Linked DNA regions of Dromaius novaehollandiae: region 1 is linked to region 2. Evidence: chromatin contacts called from public Hi-C data. All regions are on one chromosome and are shown on one strand. Each heading gives the region's core, a stretch centred on a gene start, on an enhancer-like site or on the middle of the called end of the contact. The rest is flanking DNA. Distances are from core to core; before and after follow the strand shown.

Region 1 (3,479 bases), core at 393-2,892, 370 kb after region 2:
CATGTGCATAAAAGAATGGACTTGGCTCAGAAAGAGCTCTGCGAAGGGGGAAAGCTTCAGCACAGTTATGCTTCAAAATTCAGTGCTTCAAAATTGGCACATTTGGCACATACAGCACCTCACCACAGACCTGAGATCTCACTCCTTCAGGCAGAGCAGATCCCAGTGTACCTGCAAGGGGCTGGATTCCCTTTCCTAGCAGCATAAGCAGAAAGCACATAAATTATGGACTCGTCACACATAAGCCTGCTGTCAGAACTGCTATTTACCCCTTAGACAGTCCCAAATGGTTGCTGGTTTCATTTCTAGGGTGAATTGGAACCTGTCTCTGGAGTTTGAATGCTGAAATTCTTCAGCTGGCAGCCTTGTAGATGGATCTGTCCCTGTCAGATCACACCTTCCACCGGGCACCAGCCCTTCCTCTTTCTCATGCCGGAGGAGTCTTTGGCTGCAGCGTTCGGAGGGCAGCGGGGGAAATCAGTCTGCAGAAGGGCATGACTTCATGGCAGAGCACTCGATCCACAGCTCCTAGGAGATACCAAAGCAACATTTCCAAATCAAAAGACCTTATTTTTGAGCCATGCAGTTATTTAATCAAAGACTGACATCCTCCTTATGGAAAGCAGACATTTTAGCTAAAATGACATATTCCGTTGAAAGCAAAGGAACCAAAACATCATAATTGGCCCTAACTATTACACAAGAACAGCCACTCTAAGGCCCTACCAACCCCTGTAGGATCCTACCAGCCCAGTGTCCTGTCACTGACAGTCACTGGTGGTTGCGGTTTAGAGAAAAAGGAATGTGTTAACCGGACTGTCATTCCTAGCTCTGCCTACCAGGAGCTGCCAAACAGCTTTAAGGACTTTCCAGACTAGAAACTGTATCCAGGTATGATGCTAACAGTCAGTAATGGGCCTATATACCTTGAGTGTGGCTAATCCCTTCCTGATCTATTTGCCTCCATGGTATCGCATGGCAATAACCTCTAAAATGTAATTATGCACTGTGTGAAAAGCACTTTGTGTGTTTTCCACCTGTTGTCTGATCGTGTTTTTGTGCCCCTTTTAATTTCTGTGTAATGAGAAACACTTCCTGATCATCTTTCTTGATACCACTGTTGACTCTGCAGGCCTCTGTCATCTCCGTCCCTATTGTCTCTTTTTCCAGCACAAAATCCAAGACTTTTCAATCTCTCTTGGTACGCAGCATGCTCTCAGGATGGTATTACGGGCATTCATGACTCTTTCTACAGAGCTGAGCCTATCTCCCGAGGCTGTGAGCTCCCGAGGCTGCGTTAAGCCCAGCGTGGTCCTTGCCCTCCCCAGTGCGGCAGGATCTTTCTGCCGGGCCCAGCTTAGAGACCTGCAGGCGGCAGAGGGGCTGCCGCGTCCCCCTGACAGAGGGCTAGGGCTTCCCGGCCTCCCTTATCTACACGCTGCCTGCGGGCCTGGTTTAGGGCATGCTGTGGCGGGGATTCGGTGAGGCCATTTGGTGGCCGCAGGGGACTCGGCCGCCCAGGGCCGGGGGGCTGCGAAACGCAGAAGGCCCTGGGGGAGCAGCCCCGGGGGCAGGGCAGGGGCCCGAGGCAGCCTGGGGGCACCCGGTCCCCGGGGCGGCGGGGCGGGAGGCGGCCGGGGCAGGGCGGATTTTCCGCAGGAAATCCCCGCGGAGGTAGGCGGGGACGCGGTGGTCAGCTGAGCCGCGCGCCGCCGCCGCCACAGCCACCGGGGCCGGCTGTCCGCGGGCCATGGTCGCGCCGTGAGCGTGGTGAGCGGGTCGCTGGCGGAGGACCCCAGGGAGCTGTGGGCCCGCTGAGGCCGCGGTAGGCCCGAAGCGCCGGGGTCCTGCCGCCCGTGCGGGCCACGCACGGAGAAGGGGGCCCACGCGGGAAGGGGACCTCGTCCGAGGTTTGTTCCGGGACACAAGCGCATCCTCCGCGTGGTCCTGTGAGGGGTTAATGCGATATTGATGCTCCTGGCAGGTGTTGTGGTGGTGTCAGCAGGGTTGGCCGGTGCCTCCGTATCACAGTGAGTTGTGCGGCTTGCTCGCCCGGATAAAACGAAAGTATGGTTATGTTTTCTTTTCTCAGCAGTTCATCGGTGAGGGAGCGGATCTTCCTCCGCGCTAACCTCATCGCAGCCGCTTCAGGGATGTCTGGCAAGTTGCAAAGCCGTCCTGCTGAAAATGGAGAGCATCCCAGGAGGAGGATGGAAAACGGCCCGGACGGCGCGGCTTCCCCCGCCCTCAGCACGTACACACCGGAAGAGATGGTGCAACAGATGAAAGAGCTCATCACCGAGAACAACGAGTTAAAAGGTGAATACATCCCTGAAACGCAAAAGGCCCGGCTCTCTTCTGCAGGCTTCTTTGCCATACGAGTGTGAATTCGGTGCTCCTTTGCCCCTGCTGGATAACATTTTGTACCTGGGGAGCCTTCAATGTAGAGGCAACCCTGCAAGAGGCGAGGGCGGTGTGATATGACACAGCAAGTTGGATCCATGTGGAAGAATAGGGGGAGAACAGCTCAATTTATGGGTGAATTATTTGCTTGGGAATTACCGACATAATTAGTATAGCACTGTGCATTTTAGCAAGTGAGGTGAAAAATCTGTTTTGCTATCACGTGATATAAAGAGCTGTCTTTACTCAGCAACTGTTAAAAGCTTTTATGGTTTGTGTTTTAGGACCGCTGGGCAGCTCCATTACAGACTGACCAAACATTTTGCTGTAGCTGCGTCAGAAGGGGTGGGTACTGCACCGTGCCCAGGACAGTTTGGGTTAGGATGCTCTCTGAAAGGAGTTGAATCATCTCAGGCAGAGAGGGGAATTCAAGCAGGCCATCCTGCATTATGTGTAGTAATCACTAAGAAATGTAGCTGTGGTGGCACCTTCTGTACTTTAAAAAGAAGTGGCAGCCATGGCTGAGTCTATCTGGTAGAAAGCAATAGCAGGTTTCCCTGAAAATGCCTAATGAGTTGAGCCTTTGAAGGGAGAGAACTTTGTTTCTGGAACCCATGAGTTTAGGTGTAGGAGATACATCTATATGTATATATATATATATATATATATATATATAGTTTTCCTGAAAATGGATAGAGCAAAACCCAAGGGATCTGAGGAGTTTCAGAGTAGGAGATGGAGGTACCTCAGTGTTTATGTGGCAACAGAGCATGAATTTGCATATTTTCTGTGTGTTATGATTTTAAATTGTGGCATCTCAGTTTCATCTGAATCCTTTGTAGGCCTGCTCCACGTTTTCTGCCATGGAGTCTCAAGGGTATCTTTGACAGGAAAGTAGCCTCTACGGGTACCTCTGGCATTCTGCTGAAAGGTCCCATATCCTATAAGATCATGTTTCAGGACCATATTTTCAGCTGCTCTAACTTACACCTTGCAGAATGATTCTCCATGCTAACATTCATTTACATCACCTAATTCCTTCTTGAAGCCCTTGTTGGCTGTATATAATATGACAT
Region 2 (3,469 bases), core at 496-2,995:
TAAAAAGTTCTCCAAAAAAAGTTATTTTCCCATATTCAGTTGACTGTATAAAAGTGAGAATTTGTGTTATTAGAAAGCTGAAATACCATTTGGGTAACTGAAGGCTGCAGTTCTGGAAGGTACTCAAGACAATTCAGATTTCATAAGCAAAATTAGCTGCAACTGAACATTAAATCAAAAGGTGCAATGAAAAAAAAATCTATGTTAGGTTTCAGAGTAGACATCGTCCTGCAGTCCTCAGACGGGCAGCTTCTTTTACCCCATAAAACTAGCACTGTATCATTTGAGTGAAAATCATAAAAAGCTAGCAGGGCAGCCTGGGAACTTGACTACTTGATCCACGATGAGATGAACTCTACGAATGTAACTTTTTAATAGTTATCAGTGCAATTTTAAGAATAGGCCAAAATAGCCAGGTTTATCACCCTTCGTAGCATGAATCAATAGTACTTGCATTCTAAACTATGAAAAAGTATTTGGCCTGCTTATACCTCCTCTGATGGCTTTCACAGCTAATATTACGGGTATTATAGGACATTACTGACAAATCATGCTACCTGCCCCATTTACCTCTTGTGGGGTCAAATTCAGGCCCGAAAAAGTCACGCCATTCACAGATGGTGTAACTTTATCCTCATTGCTTATTCTCTTATGGAATGACTTCCTTTGAAGGCATCTTCCAACCCTCTGACATCAGTTTCAAAATTACCCTTCCCAGAAGTTAAAATCTTAAGCCAAGTGAGGCCTACACGCCTGCTTACAGAACAGCCATGCTACTGGGGCTTCACATCAATCTATCCAAGCCACAGTCGATGGATTAGCTTTTCTATATCACTTTTCAGAAGGTTTTATCTGACCCAAACTATGTACCCCAGTTGACAACCACAAGTTTTAATGGGAACTCAGCCACGGTGTCCTCAGACAAGCTCAGGGTGGAACAAAATAAAAAAAAGTTAATATCTGAGGGTCTCTTTCAAAGAACACGCAGAAGGGACCCTGTCAACTACTTTATGGACAATTTAACCAGCAGCATTTTAACATACGTGTGCTCAGGATAAACGTAACTAAAAACCTCTAAGTCACTTTAATCCAAAATTAACTTGCTACCATCAGTCTGTGCACTCACATCTCACCAGTTTGAATCTAAAAACAAAACCAATTAATTAGCAGAAGTTGATGGGAGAGAGGGAGAAGGGAAAAGCTACGTGTGTGGGGGGGGGGGGGGGAAGGATCGTTTTTGTCCTTATGTTTAGCAGCGTGGATGGCCCACGTGGCACTGAAAAAAATATGGGAAAATAACTGTTTCTTGCCCTATAGATGAAGAGAAAAAAAGGAAAATACAGGGAGCGTTTCACCCAGCCCTTCACCCAGAGGTGGCCGGTAACCGTCAGCCCTCGGCGGCCCCAGCAGGAAGGGTAAGAAGACACAGGAGCAAAGGAAGAGAGACAGCGGCAGAAGTCACCGGGCTTCAAATGGACGTGTCCCCCCCGCCCCCCCCGGGACACGGGCGCGCACGTACGAGACCGCGACAGGGCCCGGCAGCCGCGGGCCGGGGCGAGCCGCAGCCCAGCGGCGCAGGAGGCCCTCGGGAGCGGGACGGCGAGGAGCGAGCGCAGCCGGGGCTGCGGCCGGGCCAGCACCGAGACCCGGCACCGAGCGGCAGCGTCGGCGGCCGAGGCGAGGCGAGGCGAGGCGAGGCGGTTGAAGCCGGGTGCGCCGCCGCTCTGGGTCCGGGTCCGGGTGCGCCACCGCTCCCGGTCCGGGTGCGCCGCGGGCTGCAGTGGAGGTTCCGGGCGGAGCGGGCGCTTCCGGGAGCGGCGGGGCGAAGCGGGCCGGACCGGACCGGACCGGACCTGACCGGACCGGACCGGGGGAGGATGAAGAAGGAGCAGGTGGTGCACTGCCAGTTCTCCGTGTGGTACCCGCTCTTCCGGGCCGTCACTATCCGCAGGTGAGGGCGCCGGGGCCGGGAGCTCGGGCCGCGCTGGGGGCCGGTTCGGGCCTGGTTCGGTTGGGGCGTGTGGGGCCGGGCCGGGGGGAGAGAAACTACCAGCCGGGGCTGGAGCTGACTGACCGTATCGAGTGCAGGCCCCTGTCGTTGCCCAAGGAAACAGAGGCTGAAAGCTGCTGAACAGAGTAACGGAGCTCCTGTTTCGGGATATTCCTGAAAATTGTAGATATTTCTGCAGTGTCAGGGCAAAGACCCACTGCGGTAACACAGAACGAGCCGTAACTTGGGAAAGTTAAATTCAACGTGGCGCTGATGCATAAAAAAAGCTGTAAGGTCAGGTGTTTAGCAACAAGAGCGTTTGTTCCCTCATGATTTTTAATATTTAAAACGTGTATTTTTGGCCGATTCAGTGATAGTCATGTGGTTTTTGAATGTGCAGCTGGTACAGGGAAATATAGTTTTGGATCTGAGAAACCAAGCGTTGGTTTTGAACAGCGTGTAGTGTCCTGTCTCCTGCCTCAGCTGCATGCACACTCAGAATTTCTTAGGGTTTTGAAGCAAGAAGAAGGTATTTTTACGCATTTCACTTAACATTTCTATATCTTTCCTTTTCCTCTGCCTCCCTGGGGTGGGGGGAAAGGAGTTGCTTTTTGGGAAAGGATGAGAAGTGAGAGTTTTCCACCGCGTAAGAGAACAGAACGTATCATTACTGAAATATGTTCTATTAACAAATATTATTTTTATTTAACTTGAACGAATTTATTATTAAAGTTATTTTCTTGTTTCTCCAGTGTTATACTTCCCCTGCCAGAGAATGTGAAAGAATATTTGCTGGATGATGGAACGCTTGTGGTTTCTGGAAGGTAAAGAGTGTTGTTTCTACCCTCCACCCCTTCAATTATTAATGCTATTTTGTATTCACAGTACTATTTTGTATTTGCATTTAATAATTTCTGTAATGAATTTTGCAAATTTGACCAGTCTGGCTGCAGTAAACTGAACACTGTGTGGACGGGCTATAGGTAAACACATGAAGGTGTGTATTAGCTAACATGTAGCTGTTGTTAGTAGTAAGATTTGACTTGATAGTGCCTGGTATAGATCCTAAAATTCATGTAATACTCTCAATTCTAGACCAACTGGGGACAGTTTTCTTGAGTTTTCTCTGCCTTTTCGTGCAGAACCTACCTACTTTTCAGGTTTTGGTGCACAGCCTGCGAATCTGTGTTTGGTTGCTGTGGTACAGTTGGCTCCGATTCTGTGGCTTGGCCTGTGCTGCACCACTCGCATGCCTGCAGCCTTATTCAGCAATGATGTGTCATTACTGGAGTTTAATTCTCAATAAGATGAACTAAATTAAATATAAAATCTTACTGATTATTGAGCTTGTATAATCATTTGATAACATATAATCTGTGCATGTGACTAGGCCCGAATGTCCCAGGATTTTTGGTTGTAGAAGGGTGGGGTAAATGGATATGAAAAACAGTAGTCAAGAACTGTTCTTACTGTTTCAAG

Evidence for each region. Hi-C and Micro-C count contacts between places; a contact is called where the count stands out from the background.
Region 1: a contact with region 2 is called in a Hi-C map of liver, with 5 times the contacts expected there. The contact joins the promoter of OPTN here to the promoter of CDC123 in region 2. A contact is called at or near these places in 3 of 4 Hi-C or Micro-C datasets (brain, liver and ovary).

Annotation. Positions count from the first base shown.
Region 1 is chr1:4,009,562-4,013,040 of bDroNov1.hap1, forward strand. OPTN (optineurin) reads left to right here and starts at 1,643. Exons shown (of 14, transcript XM_026119278.2): 1 at 1,643-1,770; 2 at 2,096-2,319. The coding sequence starts at 2,154.
Region 2 is chr1:3,640,476-3,643,944 of bDroNov1.hap1, forward strand. CDC123 (cell division cycle 123) reads left to right here and starts at 1,746. Exons shown (of 13, transcript XM_026119288.2): 1 at 1,746-1,951; 2 at 2,743-2,814. The coding sequence starts at 1,878. It overlaps NUDT5 (nudix hydrolase 5), which reads right to left and starts at 1,731. Exons shown (of 10, transcript XM_064503815.1): 1 at 1,520-1,731.